2 separate regions of the Mus musculus genome follow, and region 1 is linked to region 2. The links are chromatin contacts, called in public Hi-C maps. All regions are on one chromosome and are shown on one strand. Each heading gives the region's core, a stretch centred on a gene start, on an enhancer-like site or on the middle of the called end of the contact. The rest is flanking DNA. Distances are from core to core; before and after follow the strand shown.

Region 1 (2,751 bases), core at 83-2,582, 1.3 Mb before region 2:
ACTCACCTGAAAACCTGAACTCAATTGAATATGGATTCTCGCTTCACAATAGAACTAGACAACCAATTCCAATAAGTTGTCCTCTGACCAAAGACAGAGAGACAGACACACATACACTAAATAAATGTTGTAAGGAGAGAAAAAAAAAAGACCCCCTAAAACTAACGAGGGGCTGGAGAGATGGCTCAGACATTAAGAACACCTGCTCTGCAGTGAGGACCAGAATCAGATCCAGCGTCCTCTTAACACACCAGGTGTCCCTGCAAATGACTTAACCTTAACCCCAAGGTGAGCAGAAACCAGGGGGTGTCAGGGGGTTGCTGGATTCCAGCCTAATGAAGACAGTAGGCAACCTTGCCTCAGAACAGGCAGAATAGCAGCAGAGAGCACCCGGTGGATGCCCTCTTCAGGCCTGTGTGGGTTATATACAGGTACACACACCCCTACACACAACACATACATCTGCTTATACTCTCACACATAAACAAATCAAAATCTAAAACACACTAATTAAAAAAAATAATACAGAATTTACCGGTGAGGTGGCTCAGTAGGTAAAGGCTGAGAAGCCTGAAGTACTGAGTTCGAACCCTGGGACCCACACGGTGGTAGGAAAAAAACCAACTTTAGAAAGCTGTCCTCTGATCTCTGCACCTAGCGCATTGCGCACGTGCACACAGGAACACACATACAAATAAATATTTTTTTAAAAACTAAAAAGTTAATAAGAGGCTAGAGAGATGGCTCAGCAGTTAAGAGCACTAACCCGGGGACCCGGTGTCAATACCCAGCATCCACATGGGAGCTCACAACTGTGACTCCAGTACCAGGGGATCTGACAACGTCACACGGACATGAATGCAGGCAAAAGAAGGCAAACTGCACAAGGCACATAAGAATAAATAAATCTTTAAACAAGAAATGAAGAATTAGAAATGACGACTATCCTTTCTTATGAAGGCTGGAAAACAGACTCCTGTGTCAACTAAAGAAATCCAACCCTGAAAAAACCTGACTCCGCTTCGGGAGCGGTGCAGGCCGGTGTAGACGAGAAGTGCTTCAGGCAAGAAGGAGGGACGTGCCGGAGAAGGTTGGAGCGCAGGAAGCAGGCATGTGAGGACGCGCTGGGACCCGCGGAGTCCTGAGAGGGGACGTAGCAACCCGCTCCTTTCCTCCCGACTAGCACAGAGCGCCGCTGGCTAGCGGGACCCGGCGCGACCTCGAGAGTGCGCACGCGCGCCACCCCGAGCCGGAGAAATTGCGGCTGAGCGCAGCAGCCAATCGTGAGCTTCCAGGCAGTTGCGTCACTCCGAATCTGGCCGATCAACGCTGAGTTGATTATTGCTTCCGGCCCGCCCTCTAGCCTGAGGCCGGGGGAGGGCCGGACTGTAGCTAAAACCGAGGAGTACAGAAGCCTCCGCTGGGAACCCGCCCCACCGGGCGTGGGCACAGGTAAGTGCGGCGCGATGTCCCCGTAACATCGGTGACAAGGGCCGTGGAGACTCCGATCGATGTTATTTGGGTGGCACAGAGCAGAGGTGCTCCCAGTTTTCCGATCCCTCTCCTCCATTGGCTGCGTTAACTGGGACGATCGAGGGAGGGAGAGGGGACTGTACTTGTGTTCTCTGCTGCACACCTACAGGGCACCACCCCTACCCCTGCTTTGGAACCCCTAAATGTCTGCTCGTGAACCCGCTTCATAGCATGACCCCCATTGCAGCCTTTGCAGCCTTAGGACTGCAGAGATTTGAAGACGCCGATCGCCGAGCCTGCATGATTTTAGAGAAATGGAACATCCAGGAGCCTGTCTGTAGCCTTTCTTCTCCCTTGACGTTGGGAGCAAATCTGCTTGCTTTAGGATTAGTGTAGGCAGATGGTCACAGCCCTACAGCTCCGACATATGCTCCTGGTGACAGTGCAGGGGACCCACCTGTCGCCCAAGTGCAGGAACTGGGATCAAAGCCAGGTCGCTTCCTGCCGGCTGGGGCTGGGCCCGACTCTATTTACTCTCCAGGAAGGGCCCCCACTCCCATACAAGCTCTGATATTTCCTGTCTTCTTTTTTAACCCTAACATCACCTTGGAGTGGTCCCTGCGCTTGGCAGCCAGGAAACAACTTTAATAGCCAGTGCACATCAGACAGGAGTGAGGGTGTAATAGAAAAACCAGAAGAAGTCTTGCAGCCTGAAGACAGATTCCGCAGAAGTAAACGTTTTGTGGCTTCTGTGTGCTGTGTTGTGGCCTCAAGAGCATCTACTGCCCACTGCTTGCTCTGCTTTTTGTTTGTTTGTTTGTTTGTTTGTTTGTTTTTATGTATATGAGTACACTGTAGCTGTACAGATGGTTGTGAGCCACCATGTGGTTGCTGGGATTTTGAATTCAGGACCTTCGGAAGAGCAGTCAGTGCTCTTAACCACTGAGCCATTTCTCCAGCCCTGTTTTCTTGTTGTTGCTGTTGTTTTTGTTTTTAATTTCTTTGTGTGTGCAGATGCACAAGCGGCTGTGGAAGTCAGAGGTCAACCTGCACCATCCACTTTGTTTTTTTAAAGCTGGGATTTCTCACTAGCCCGGGGCCCACTAATTAGGCTAGGCTAACCAACCAGGAAACCCCAGGGATCCATCCACCTCTTCAGCTCTAGGGTTATAAGCAAGTGCCATTGTGGCTCACTTACAAGTATTTTTACAGTTTAGTGTGTGTGTTTTGCGTGTGTGCGCACACGCATGCGTGCGTGGCTCATGGGTGGAGATAAGA
Region 2 (2,835 bases), core at 279-2,778:
CTGCTGTGTTCATAATTTGATTAATTTTTATAATTATTATTTTAGTTATGTGTCCCAAGGGAAGAAGGGTGTATTAGTTCCTCTATAGCCTTGGCAGTCCTGAAACGCACTATGTAGACCAGGCTGGCTTCAAACTCACTATATAGCCTAGGGTAACCTTGACCTGCAGGTCTTCCTGCCTCCACTTTCTGAGTCCTAAGATTGTTTCCGTTTGGTTTGGTTTATATAGTGCCAGGGACGGAACCCCGGGTTATGTATCTGCTAGACAAATACTCAAATGAACTACATCCCCAGCTCCCATTAAACTATTATCTTAATTTTAAACCATCTGGACTTCCTTCCTGACTCTTTCTCTGTGTACACTCGAGCGAGAGCACATGTGCATGACCAGTGCAGACACAGACACCAGAGGGCAGCTTCTAGAAGGCAGTCTTCTCCTTCCAGCGTGTGGGTCCTTGGAATCAAACTCACTTCAGGTGGTCAGTCAGAGTCAAGCTCCTTTCCCTGACGAGTCATTTCACGAGCTCTAGGAAACCATTTTTAACTGGAAACGCCGTGGAAACATTTATTATTCATTTATTCAGCAAATATTTATTTGTTCAGTGTTGACATGCAAAGAACAGTACCAGGCAGACTCTCTGCTTAGTTATGGGGGTACAGGCAGGGTGCTTACTTAGCACGCATGAAAGGAAGCCTTAGGTTCAATCCTCAGTAGTGTTAAAAAACAAAACAGCCGGGCGTGGTGGCGCACGCCTTTAATCCCAGCACTCGGGAGGCAGAGGCAGGCGGATTTCTGAGTTCGAGGCCAGCCTGGTCTACAAAGTGAGCTCCAGGACAGCCAGGGCTATACAGAGAAACCCTGTCTCGATAAACCCAAAACAAACAAACAAACAAACAAAAAAACAAAACAAAACCAAAAACCAACAACAACAACAACAAAACAAGATGGGGCTGGAGAGATGGCTCAGCGGTTAAGAGCACTGACTGCTCTTCCAGAGGTCCTGAGTTCAATTCCCAGAAACTTTGTCTGAAGACAGCTCCAGTGCACTCACATACATTAAATAAACAGTGGCCTAGGCATAGATGGGAGGCAGAGGTAGGCGGATTTTGTGACTTCAAGGCCAGCTTGGTCTTTATAGCTAATTCCAGGACAGCCAGGACTACAGAGTGAGACTCAAAACAAGCAAAAAGGCTTAGCAAGTCAGGCGGTGCAAAGAGCTATTGAGAGTTGTAACGCAAGATGAGGGGCAAATTCAGGAGCGTGTGCACATGAAGGTTGCTATGGTTATCTAGGATACCTGAGCGCTGTGACAGATGACTTGGAGCGCAGTGTGTAGCGCGAATGGCAAATGCAAAGGCCTGGAGCAGAACGCATGTTGTTGGAGCGACAGCAAGAAACTGCGGAGGTAGCTTAAGAGACTGGTCACTCGTGACCTTCTGGACGCCTCTGAATCCTGAGAGTACTTTATGCCACACCCAACATGGCGACCGCACCGGGTCCATCCGGGCGCAAGCGGAAGTACGTCTAGGCGTGCGCCGCAGCCACGCCCCTTACCGGGGTCTCTGTGGAGCTGTGGCCGCGCCGGCTTCGAGCATCCCTACGCTGGCAGGCTGGGGGACTGTGAGGCTGCAGCTCCGGCGGCTAGCTCCGGAGAGGTACGACCTGCACCTCCAGCCCCGGCGGCTGGAGTCCCCTCTGGGCTTCCCTCCCGACCCTGGCTTTATTCCAAGGCCCATCCTTGCCGTCTCCTACCCTCCTACCAGGCCCTCTCCTCTCCTGACCCCATCTGTTCCCAGGCGCACAATCTCGATGGCCAGAATGGACCCTTTCACGTGGCCTGCTGAGTTTCCAGGCCTTTCCCCCGTCTCCTTGTGTGTTGGCTCTGCCCTCGCAGCTATGGGACGTTGTCCCTTCTGCTTGTGTTTTCTTGTTTGTTTTACACTGTAGCCCAGTCTAGCCTGGAGTTCAGTGTGCAGCCCAGGCTGGTTTTGAACGTACAGCAATCTTTCTATTGTAGCCTTTGTAAATCTGGGGTTACAGGTGTGCATCATCACGCGGTGGTTAATGTGCAGCTAAGGGTGGAACTCAGGGCTTCGACCCCATTCCCAGCCCTGGCTTCTTCTTTTTTTCTATCAGCTTAAGTGCAGCCCACTTCTTTCTGGAGTCTACTTGTGATGCGCGGGAGTGTGATAGGGCGTCGGACTGACCCCAGAGCTTTATGATCTAGGTCAGCTGGAGAATCCCACTGCGTCTTGTTACGGGTGTGCAGTATTTTTTTCTGCAGACGACAGTATGGGGCCGTGGCGGGGGTTAGGGGAGCACCTGGTAGCTTCCCTGTTGCCTTCCTCCCTATCTTGAGTTATATTTGTTCTTTCCTAGGTACTCGCATCTGGGGGTACACCTATTTATCATATTAGCGTGTGTGTATGCGTGAGTACTGGCATGTGCATGTCATGGGTGCGTGTCGTGGCGTACATGTGGAAGTCAGAGGACCACTTTGAAGAGTTGGTTGTTGCCTTTTATCTGGTTTATATTAGTGTGTGTGTGTGTGTGTATGTGTGTATGTATAACTGTGTGTGGGTATGTGTACATGAGTACAGGTGTCTGAGGAGACCAGAGGATCATGTGCACCCGGTGTTGGAGTTACACAGGTGGTTATTCGCCTCCCCAGTGTGGGTACTGGGAATCGAACTCAGGTCCTCCGAAAGAGTAGTACTAAATTATCGCTTCTGCCTTTCCCCCCAGTTGAGACAGGATCTCTCTTGATGGTGTATACTCCAGAGTAGCTGGCTTGTGAGCTTTTGACAGATGCCCCTATCTCCTCCTCTCACTTT

Evidence for each region. Hi-C and Micro-C count contacts between places; a contact is called where the count stands out from the background.
Region 1: a Hi-C map of CD4 T cells shows a contact between it and region 2, with 3 times the contacts expected there. The contact joins the promoter of Tecpr1 here to the promoter of Fbxl18 in region 2. A contact is called at or near these places in 1 of 39 promoter capture datasets (liver), 2 of 484 Hi-C or Micro-C datasets (CD4 T cells and CD8 T cells) and 1 of 115 datasets of contacts at active chromatin or transcription factors (thymic regulatory T cells).

What each region holds. Positions count from the first base shown.
Region 1 is chr5:144,222,196-144,224,946 of GRCm38.p6, reverse strand. Tecpr1 (tectonin beta-propeller repeat containing 1) reads left to right here and starts at 1,332. Exons shown (of 25, transcript NM_027410.2): 1 at 1,332-1,452.
Region 2 is chr5:142,893,931-142,896,765 of GRCm38.p6, reverse strand. Fbxl18 (F-box and leucine-rich repeat protein 18) reads left to right here and starts at 1,528. Exons shown (of 5, transcript NM_001033312.3): 1 at 1,528-1,656. Gm38733 (a long non-coding RNA gene) reads right to left here and starts at 1,462. Exons shown (of 2, transcript XR_003955825.1): 1 at 1,299-1,462.